Regions from separate parts of the Sus scrofa genome. Here region 1 is linked to region 2. The links are chromatin contacts, called in public Hi-C maps. All regions are on one chromosome and are shown on one strand. The core of a region is the stretch at or near the end of the contact, and the rest is flanking DNA. Distances in the headings are between cores, read along the strand shown.

What was found. A called contact is a pair of places that touch in the nucleus more often than the background predicts.
Region 1: a contact with region 2 is called in a Hi-C map of embryonic fibroblasts, with 2.4 times the contacts expected there. The contact joins two enhancer-like sites. A contact is called at or near these places in 1 of 5 promoter capture datasets (liver) and 14 of 47 Hi-C or Micro-C datasets (alveolar macrophages, brain, embryonic fibroblasts and 10 more).

Annotation. Positions count from the first base shown.
Region 1 is chr18:49,198,547-49,204,078 of Sscrofa11.1, forward strand. No RefSeq gene overlaps it. Among named protein-coding and RNA genes, the nearest start is that of TNS3, 240 kb to the left of the region's middle. Within about 2 kb of position 3,630, at least 13 of the 83 cell types and tissues checked have an H3K27ac peak or open chromatin away from gene starts, as enhancers often do.
Region 2 is chr18:49,070,581-49,076,196 of Sscrofa11.1, forward strand. TNS3 (tensin-3) reads left to right here. Exons shown (of 31, transcript XM_021079356.1): 7 at 998-1,048; 8 at 3,086-3,208. Among named protein-coding and RNA genes, the nearest start is that of TNS3, 110 kb to the left of the region's middle. Within about 2 kb of position 3,086, at least 9 of the 83 cell types and tissues checked have an H3K27ac peak or open chromatin away from gene starts, as enhancers often do.

The DNA.
Region 1 (5,532 bases), core at 2,380-4,879, 130 kb after region 2:
ATTCAACCCCTAGCCTGGGAACTTCCATATGCCCCAGGTGCAGCTCTAAAAACAAACAAAGGGCCAAAAAAAAGATACAAAAGAATTATTTATAAAACTGAAACAGACCCACAGATCTCGAAACCAATCTTATGGTTACCCTACATGAAACCATTTTGGGGGAGGGAAGAATTGGGAGGGCGGGCATCGCATATACCCACTGCTGTATAAAATAGAGGATTACCAAGAGCCTACTGTATAGCACAGAGAAATCTACTCAATAGTTTGTAATAACCTATATGGGAAAAAGGAATGGACACATTTATATGTATGAATGATTCACTTGCCTGTGTACGTGAGACGAATGCAACATTGTAAATCAACTACGCTCCCAGAAATTCTTTTTCCCCATATATTTTTTTAAAGTATCAATCCACTGGAAAGACACGTGGATCCTAAATGGACACTTCATCAAACACATGAAGCTGGTTGAGCTCAAACAGGCAAATCCACAAGTAGAGCGGGGATTCAGTGTGCCCTTCAGCATCTGCTAGAACTACTACGGACAGAAAATCAGAGGGGGTGTGGAAAGCCTGGACAAGGCAAAGCAGCCACAGGTCCTGATGGATCCCGAACCCCACTCAACGGCAAGATACATATTTCTTCAAGCACCTGTGGACCTTTCAGCAAGTAGACCTCCAAAAAGCGGAGGGCGGATCCTGAGAAAGGGCAAGGGTCCTCTCCAGGGGGGCTTCGGGGTTTCGCAGACATTGGCTGAATGCCTACTGTTTGCCAAGAGCAGGGCCACCGCCTGCCACTTAGCTCTGGTTTATTGGTCCATGTGCCTCTCTGCTGAAGAGCCCAGGAAATCTCCCCCCCGCCCCGCGCCCTCCCCAGCACAAACGGGAGTGGGCCCGGGTGGGAGTGTGCTTGCTGAATCTGGGCCAGATCCCCCCAAGAGGCATGGGTTGATCCTCAGCCAGGAGCCATGGAAGCTGGCATCTGGTTACCTTGCTCAAGATGGAGCAGCCGCTTCCAGACAGGGTGGAGATGAGGTGATTTTAACTGCCGGCAAGCTGGCGGATGGCTGTTTCCACTTCCAGATAATGAAGCTCAGGCTTGGAAAAGTTTAGGTACCTGAACACAGACCTGGCTGCCTTTTTTTTTTTTTTTTTTTTTTTGCCAGGCAGCATGGGAGGCTGTGAGAACCCAGCCGTCAATCCTAGAGCGTATATCCTCCCTGTGGCCCTGAGAGGCTGTCCTTTCACACCCTTGCCCAGTGAGCAATCTCTCTCCTGCACTTGGCCTTCCATTTGCACAGGAAGAGTCCAGCTGAACAGAGCCACAGTCTCCGAGGATTTGCGCTGAATACGGTGGTGGCTGAGACCATCGTGGGCAGCATCGCCCCCTGGTGGCAGCAGAGTTTACTACAGCAGGCAAAACAGACCTTGCGGGTCTCTGTTGGCTGCTAAGCAGCGGGGAGAGAGCCGGCGAATGAAATGGAATAAACTGAGTTGTCTTGATGTGGGGCGTGGGGAAGCCGCAGCCGTGTTGTCTGGCTTCAAAGACTGGGTCTGTCGCTTACTCACTCTGTGACTTTGACAAGCTACTTGACCAGACCAATTTTCTCCTTTGTCAGATGGGACCAGAAGTAGTGCTTCCGTGACAAGGGCGTTCTGAGAACCACAGGAGTGAATCCACGCACACAGGTTATAAAAGTACCTATAGGGAATTGGCACTTAGTTATTTCTAGCTATATTTATCTTTTTTTTTTGTTTGTTTTTTGTTTTTTTTTGTCTTTCGTCTTTTTGTTGTTGTTGCTATTTCTTGGGCCGCTCCCTCGGCATATGGAGATTCCCAGGCTAGGGGTCCAATCGGAGCTTTGGCCACCGGCCTACGCCAGAGCCACAGCAACGCGGGATCCGAGCCGCGTCTGCAACCTACACCACAGCTCACGGCAACGCCGGATCGTTAACCCACTGAGCAAGGGCAGGGACCGAACCCGCCACCTCATGGTTCCTAGTCGGATTCGTTAACCACTGCGCCACGACGGGAACTCCTAGATTTATCTTTAAAAAATATATAATTAAGGAGGTCCCGTCGCGGCACAGCGGATTCAAATCTGACTAGGAACCATGAGGTTGCAGGTTCAATCCCTGGCCTTGCTCAGTGGGTTAAGGATCCGGTGGTGTAGGTCGCAGACATGGCTTGGATCCAGCGTTGCTGTGGCTGTGGTGTAGGCCGGTAGCTGTAGCTCTGATTGGACCCCTAGCCTGGGAACCTCCATATGCTGCGGGGGCAGCCATCAAAAGACATATATATATATATATATATGTATATAATTAAGAGTTCCTGCTGTGGCTCAGAGGGTTAAGAACTCGACTAGTATCCACAAGGTTGCAGGTTCAATCCCTGGCCTCACTCAGTGGGTTGAGGATCCAGCATTGCTGTGAGCTGTGTTACAGCTTGCAGATGTGGCTCGCTTCTGGTGTTGTCTGTGGCTGTGGTGTAGGCTGGCAGCTGCAGCTCCGATTCTACCCCTAGCCTGGGAACCTCCATATGCCACACGTACAATAATAAAAAGGAAAAGGGAAAAAAAAAACTCATGGAGCTGTACACCAGTAAGACAAGGATTTCATTGTATGTAAAGGTAAAAATAAATACAAAATATTAGGCCACATTTCTGGATGGCGGCCCAGTGCGTTTTCTGAGCAATATTAATCCTTAAACTTTATTGAGCATTTACTCTGTGCTGGGCATTATCTCACACACGCCTCCAAACAACCGACTAGAGTGATTTTTAAGAGGGACGCCCTGCTGCAGGGCTGAGAAAACCGATGGCAGCTGGGGGACAAATTTGCCGGCAGAACCAGATCATCCCGGAGGATGAGGTTAAGAGCCTGAGCACAGCCCGACTTCAGCCCTCCCTCCTCCTCCCCTTTCTCTCCCTCAGGCTTTTGGGGCAGCCTAACCCAGGGAGGTGGCCAGGCCCGGGTATAAGATAAGGGGCACATTCTTTGTACAAACACAGAGAAACGTGGAAGGAAGTCAGGAGAATTGCTGACCTCTCTTCGTGCTCCCAGGAGCAAGGGCTTTGCGGGGCTAAACTCACTGCTGGGGGAAGATGCCTTCCCTTCCTGGCTTTGCAGCAGCAGACCAGAGGGGACTGTGTCCCCCGGCTCGGAGGCTGCATCCTGGCCCATCTTCCTCCTCCCCCCCCCCCCCCCCCCCGCCACCACTGGGGCCAGTGATTTTGGAAGAGGGGGACTGCGCTATGGAGTACTGTGAGTGTGTGTGCGCGCAGGTGTGTGTGCAGGTGTGTGTGTGTGCTTGTTTGCTAATGTGGCTTGGAGGTCCTTATCAACCTCAAACCGCAGTGACCACCAGCAACAGGCACCAAAGAGTTTCAGCGCCGTCTGTGTTCAGCGGCCAGCAGGGACCACACTGGGTCACCGGGACTCCAGGACCTTCCTGCTGCCCAGCAAGGGTGGCAGGAGTGGCTAACAGAGCCTGCAGCTCACAAGGACCGGGATTGCGGGGTTGAAGTCACGTTAATGCTGTGGATTTAGAGAAAGTGGGCGGTGCCTTTGCAGAATTTGAAATTCCCATTGGCTCCTGGGAATTGGTAGACTGCCGCCCACTGTTCACCTGCCCAACGGCTGCCCGCGGACGCTTTCCTATCACTGCTGTCATGTGTGGAAGCACAAGCACTGTGGAAGGAAGGCTTTAGAGGAAAACACAGAATGGTAACTGTAGTTGTGCCAGAGTGTGTGTGTGGAGGGGGTATCCCCCCTTTTGTATTTTCAGAAATGGCTCGAATGCTGAAATCTTTTATATTATGGAAAACGCCTTAGTAAGCGCTCCGGGCAGGGTCTGCGCAGGGCTCCGGAGTGGCCGGCAGGGGGCGCGCGCCCCGCGGGACTTGCGCGGAGCGGAGGAGGAGGGATCCTCGCGGAGAACGGAGGCTGGGCCCGGGGCTGGGGGCGGACGAGATCGGTGGACCGGTGGGGGCTCGCGGACCGCCCACTGGGTCCTGAGCCAGGCTGGGTGCTCCAGAACTTTCCCGGGAGGGGATGGGGGCGCCAGCAGGGACCCCGGGCCGGAAAACGGGATGCTGGTGGAGGTGGCTTCATCCGGAATAGACGGGAACCCCAAGAAGGCTGCCCTGCGCCCCCCGCCCCATCTGAACCCGGCGCGCACCTGCTCGGCCAGGCGAGAAAGTGGCGGGGGTCTTCCAGAGCTTTCTGGGTGCTGGGGAACTTTGCACGATTAACTTGTGGGCTTGCACAGAGCGTCTCCGTCCCACGCGGGGAGGGGACCTGCTGCCAGACACGCGAGGCCAGGCTGCTGGGGACCCTGCTCAGTCCTGGAGGGCTCTCACACACACACGCTCCCCAGCTCCGCAGAAATGGGGGAAAAAAGGCTATTTCCCAAGCAGAGGCTGTCTCAGGGACTGGGTACCTGACCCCAGACCCCAGCTGGCCGAGGGACCGTGAACCTCTCCACCTGGAATCCGAGGAGACATGGTGCCAGTGACTCATTCCAAGACAGGAATAGGATTAACTATTATCTACAACCTTATTACCCTTAAAATTGACCTGGCTTCCCTTATTGGTCCAGCCCCAGGCTGTCTTTGTCCCCACACCGGAGGGCCCACTGCAGTCTTCGTCCTTCTGCCTGAATCCCCGCCCCCCCAACCCCAGGACCAGGAGGCGTCCCTTGGCTGGTACTACTCAGGGTCCTGCCAGACATGCTTCCAGACCCCTCTGCGCCTGCTCTGGGTCAGGTGCTGGGGATGCAAGGAGGATCTCACCCCGCCCCCAGGTCCAGCGATGGAAGCACGGACACTGGTGACTCAGGGCGATGGGCGTCCCTCCTGGTCAGTCCCGTCTTCTGGAAATGTCCTTATTGAGAGCTGGGCTTCTCGTCCTCCCGCCTCTCACCTGCTCCTGCATCTTTGACGTCTTCATCTCGCTGTGCTGTCTTTCCTTGTTTTCCTGTCCTTCCACCCTCTCTTAAGTGGAGCCTGGTCCGCGCCTTCATTTCATGACCTCTGCTCTGTTTTCACCCAATGTCTGTCTGACAGTCTGAGAGTCTGAGTCTGTTCTCCGTTCCATCTGGTCCTGTCTTAGGGATGCTGATTTTTCCCCTAAACCCTTGGTCCTTTCAGACTCCCCAGCTCCATTGCTTCCTGACCTCTGCTTCCTGGGGTGTGGTCTTGTAGCCAAAAAGTGGCCTCTGCACACTGACACCAATTAAGTCTTGGAGACAGAGGGTTGGGGGAAGCCGAAAGAACAGCTTTATTGCTTTGCCAGGCAAAGGAGGCCACGGCAGGCTGACGCCTCAAAGCTGTGTCCTGACTTGAGAGGGGACAGCAAGGGGTCTTATAAGTTTAGCTTGGACGACAGTGTTATTGATTGAGGTGTCTCCGGAGATCATTTTGGAGCCGTCAAGTCTGGCAGCAGCCAGCCTGGTGATGGTGAAACCGACAGCACCGATGACGTGCACTCAGTCAGAACCCAGCTTGGGACTTGAACCCAGGTGCCTGGACTC
Region 2 (5,616 bases), core at 1,836-4,335:
ACCTCCTGTCCACCCAGAGCCCTCGGGGGCCTGGGACCGGGGTCCGGGCTGGGGGCTGGGCCAGTTCTTCCCCTCACTCGGGCGGGGCCCCGTCAGGCCAGAGCCTCCCCTTGCAAAATGGCGAGGGGGTGCGTCCCCACCTTGTCTTGGGACAAGGACGTTTGTGAAAAGTCCGAAGGAAGACCCAGGTGCACGTTAAGAACCCCGAGGTGAGCACGTGTCTCCCCACCTCTGAATGGGGGGGCTCTGACAGGCCGCTGCCCTCCCCACCCACGACTGTTCAGTGCCACCGGCCAGGGCGACTGTCTTGTCCGGCCCCAGGCCTTGGCCACGTAGGTGGGTTCCCGCAGGGCCCACGGTCCGAGGTGCAGGAGAGCTTGCTCTGGGGTAGAGGAACCGCGGGCCCCCACCCCACGTGCAGCCCCTCGTCTCCGCTGTCCTCAGCCTCCAAAGAGTGGCCCTCCCGTGTTCTTCCCTCGAGGGGCGGCCAGCACGTGGGTCTGGGCCCCTCGCTGTGCTGCGTCCTTCCTGGAAGCCCAGGCTTTCGGGGCCGAGGCCAGTCCCATGGGATACGTGTGCTGACTTGAGTGCATTTGTTTCTTTTTCATTCCATGGCAATTATATAATCTATCCCTTCCAATATTTTGTTTTATTTCTTTAGGGCCGCACTCACGGCATAGGAGGTTCCCAGACCAGAGTTACAGCTGCTGGCCTACACCACAGCCACAGCAACGTGGGACCCAAGCCACATCTGTGACCTGCACCACAGCTCACGGCAGTGCTGGATCCCTGACCCTCTGAGCAAGGCCAGGATCGAACCCACATCCTCATGGGTACTAGTCGGGTTTGCTACCGCTGAGCCACCATGGGAACTCCCCCTTTCAAGGTTTTATAATCCTCCGTGTCTCAAAGGCAAACAGCGTGTGAGATGCATTGTTTCCTCTTTGATCTCCGAGGACAGTGATTTGTCTAATGGCTTCTGATTTCCCCTCTGTAGGTATTAAACCTTTCAGAAAAGAGGTATGACCTTACGAAGCTTAACCCAAAGGTAGGGACCTTCGCCTTTATATTCTGAGTTTTGTTAAATGTCATGATGCTTATCCTGCTTGTGCAGAAAGGGTTTGTTGCAAATCTTTGTGGGATCTGACTTAATGAGGGGTATTAGGAACTGTTCAAATCCATGGCTGATTTTTCTTAATTGAAATTTTTTTTTTTAGTTTGAAATAGTTTTAAATTTATAGGAAATTGAAGAAATAATACCCCTGACCCAGTCTTCCCCAGAGGTAACATCTTGTATAACTTGCAATAAAGTATTAATGCCAGGAATTTGACCTTATTACAATCCACAGACTGCATGCAGCTTCCACTGAGTTTGCGTGTAGCAGCTGTGTGTGTGCATGTGTGTGTGCGCGCGTGCGATGTGTGTGTGTGAGATGTGTGCCATCTCATTCCTTGTAGATTTGTGTCACCAGCACCACAGTCAAATCCAGACCATTTTCACCTCAAAGGTCTCCCTCCTGCCACTTCGGTACAGCCACGCGCCACCCTACCGTCCATTATTATTTTATTTCTGTGGTGGGCCCTGGAGCACGTGGAAGTTCCACGGCCAGGGACTGAATAGAAGCTACAGCTGCCACCTGTATGTACCACAGCTGCAGCAACAGTGGATCCTTAACCCACTGCATTGGGCTGGGGATCAAACCTGAGCCTCTGCAGTGACTGGAGCCGCAGCAGTTGGGTCCTTAACCTGAAGTACCACAGTGCGAACTCCCCATTCTTCTTCTTTTTTTTTTTCTTTCCTTTTTTTTTTTTTTTTAAGGACCACACCCAAGGCATACGGAAGTTCCCAGGCTAGAGGTTGAATCGGAGCTGCAGCTGCTGACCTACACCACAGCCACAGCAACGCCAGATCCCAGCCAGGTCTGTGACCTACACCACAGTTCACAGCAATGTGGGATCCTCAACCCACTGAGTGAGGCCGGGGATTGGACCCACATCCTCATGGATACTAGTCGGGTTCTTAACCCGCCGAACCACAACGGGAACTCCCCCTGTTATTCTTTTTAAATAGCAAAGATTTAGGGGGAAATTTTTAAGATTGACGAAGTTACAGTATATTATATAATATATACAGGTATATGTGTTCCATATGGTGAAATATTTTGCAGCCACTAGAATATGTAAATAGGAGGAGGATGAATTGCCTGTTTTAATGCAGTCTAGACTTTGTGTATAATAGTACTTCACCTATGCCCAGTGTACACGGAAAAACAATGTAAGGTAGTGGCCTTTAGGTCTGAGTGGCAGAAGGGGTGTGTGCCTCTCCCTGCTTCTGGCAGTTTTTGGAATCTTCCCATCATTTTACACAATTTCTGTTGCTTTTGTAATCAGGCAGAGTTCTGTGTCTCTGCCCCGCTTAAAAAAGAAGCTAAGCAGAAGTCACAGCCCTGCACGTCGGCAGGTTCAGAGCCGGGCGTGTGTGAGTCAGGTGGCTCAGAGGGGCTGGTTTTTTGCATACAGACCTGCTGGGTTTCTTGTCACGTGGTGATGACTTTCTTTGTTCCTGAATTGCACCCTGGGCTTGAAGGCCTTCCTGGCAGGTTCCTCTCCTGCAGGAGTGACACTGTGTAGGCGTCTCCAGCTCCCAAGTTACCCGCCCGCATGGCCTGTGGAGGAACGGCTCACTGCACTTTCCCAAACTGCGATTTTAGTCTGCGGGGAGGAATTTTGGCAGCAGCTCCGGCCAAGAACTCCTGTTTCAGATCTTGCCAGGCCTGGGCCTCTCCGCGTGAGCCCTGCCCCATGAGTGGCTCCCGAAAGCCCTTTCTAGAATTGTCATTCCAGCTGCAGAAAAGCAGATAAGACGCGGAGTGGATGTCTCCTGGGGAAACATAATCCTTCATATTTTCCTTTCCAGTAAAGGAGGCTGGCCACAGTTCCCCTGAAGTTTTAGAAAAGGAACATGCCCCCCTAGTCTTTACTCTAAAATGGAATATTTTGGGAAACTGAGCAGACCGTCGTGAGGCGGCTTCCTGGGGCTTCTGAGATGGGAAGCAGGCAGCTCCTTCTCTCTCTGTCCCTGCAGACCCTGGACGTGGGCTGGCCCGAGCTGCACGCGCCGCCCCTGGATAAGGTGTGTACCATTTGCAAGGCGCAGGAGGCCTGGCTGAACAGCGACCCCCAGCACGTGGTTGTCATTCACTGCAGGGTAAGTGCCCACTTGGGAGCCGGGGGGACCACCTTGTCTCTCTTAACAGCTTCTATAGGGGGGTGTGGTTAGGTTTTCACACTTAGGGGAAAAAAAAAAGTCATCCAGCCTCCCAGGGTCTGGCTGCAGATGGTATTGGAAGGTCTCTGAATACAAAGCTGCAAATGTAGTGTTGACTGGAAAAAAACAAAACAAAAAACCCCCAGCACAACCTGACGTGGAGAGTTAGGTTTTACTTGGCGGATGTTCTGAGGCCTCCAAGCCTGGGACACAGCATCTCAGCGCACCCTGAGAAACTGTTCCAAAGAGGCAAGAAGGGGAGCCAGGATTACAGAAGTTTTTATAACCAAAGACCAGGTAGGGGGAACATGGAAGGATTACTGTTAGTGAAAGAAAAGCAGAGATCTCAGAGGAATGAAATTTGTGCTTTTCTGAGTGTGGGACGACGCGGAGTCTGGGCTCACTGAAATCATTCCGTCTCTGGGGCCAGTCTCCTGCTCTTCTCATCCTGAGTCTCCCCAGGGGGCACCTTGGGGTGTGTGTGTGTTGGGGGGGGAACACCTGGGGGAGGGTGTGTGTGTGTGTGTGTGTGTCTGCAGCAACTGACCGCTAGATGGCAGGCGTTCTTCGTTCCCATCCTGAGTTCCCTTGGGGCTTGCCGTGGGGGCCGCTGTAACGTGCTGGCTTGATGGCTGCCACATTTTTGGTTTACTGATAGATACGACAGTCACCATTTTAAGGTACCCAGGAGTGAATCCTTTCATTTTCATGCATTTTCATTTTTCAAGGAAAGCCTTTTTAACAAGTAACGAGGAGGAGTGCCCATTGTGGCTCCGCGGAAACAAATCTGATGAGGACACGGGTTCGATCCCTGGCCTTGCTCAGTGGGTTAAGGATCCTGCATTGCTGTGAGCTGTGATTTAGGTCATAGATGCAGCGCGGATCTGGCATTGCTGTGGCTGTGGTGTAGGCTGGCAACTGTAGCTCCAGTTTGACCCCTGGCCTGGGAACTTCCAAATGCCTTGGGCCTGAGCCTAGAAAAGCAAAAAAAGCGGAGAAAGTAAAGAGGAGCCGTTAAGGTAACCACGGCAGTGATCACGTTAGGCTAGTCCATTGACTCGCACTTGCGAGCAGGATGCTGCTGCAGCAATGTTATGGTCCTTGCCAAGCAGGCCAGCCTGATGGGGACGTGACAAGTCCACTCTTAAAGGGTGGCCAGGGCCGGCTGTGGGGACGGCAGGGCGATGTCCCAGCTGCACAGACACCTTTTGCATGATGTAAATTAAAGTAAATGAACCTTCCTTGAGTTTTCAGACTTTCTGTGGAGTTTCCTGCAGGGGCACTAAGGTCTGGCCCCTGAGTGAGGAGGGTGGACGCGGCTGGTGCAGTTCAAAGCTCCCGCAATGGGGACAGGTGACGGTCACTCAACCTGGAGGAAAAGCCACTGGGTGCACACAAAGGGGATTTGCTGCTCTCCACTTTTCTTATTTATTCTCTTATTTATTTTCTTATTTATTCTCTGCTTTTCTTATTTATTCGTCTAACTTGATTGCATATTCTCCCGCTAACAGCCGGGCAGTCCTGTTACTTCTCTTATTATGAAGTTAACTTTTATTCAAGGGTTGCGTTATATTATGGAGCTTCTCGCCGCGTTTGTGTTTTGATGCAAACGTAAAGAAAGAGACTCTTTTCTTTTCTTTTTTAAAACAATTATTGTTAAAACTGTTTTTCATTGGGTTTGACACGTGGATTTTTTTTTTTCCTTTTTCACCGCACGTGTGGCATATGGAGGTTCCCAGGCCAGGGATTGAATCTGAGCCACAGCTTTAACCCACACTGCAGCTGCAGCAGCGCCGGATCCTTAACCCACTGCCAGGCTGGGGCTGGGGATTGAACCCGTGCCTCCGTATCCACCAAGCTGCTGCGGTCGGATTCTTAACCCACTGTGTCACAGCGAGAGCTCTGGCCTGATGATTTTAACACGGTCAGGATGCTACTGATGGGCCATTGTTGCCTAAGATTCCTTCGCAAGCCTTTGAAGCTGTGTTCCCTAACCTGGGCAGAGAGCAGCTGCACAGGGAGAAACAGCAGCCTGCGGTCAGACTGGCTCCCAGCTGCGTCTCCAGAGGATTCTGGTCCCTGGCCCTTGAGACGACGCACCCCTTTCCCATACAGTCCATTTTTGTTGTTCGTTTTTTTTTTTTTTTTTTGATTCTGATATTGATTTATTAAAATTTTTTTTTCATCTTTTAAAGTTTTATTGAGTTCCCATTGTGGTGCCGTGGATTACAAACCCGACTGGTATCCATGAGGATGTGGGTTTGATCCCTGGCCTCACTCAGTGAGTTGAGGATCCAGCGTTGCCCTGAGCTGTGGTGTAGGTTGCAGACTCGCCTCTGATCTGGCTT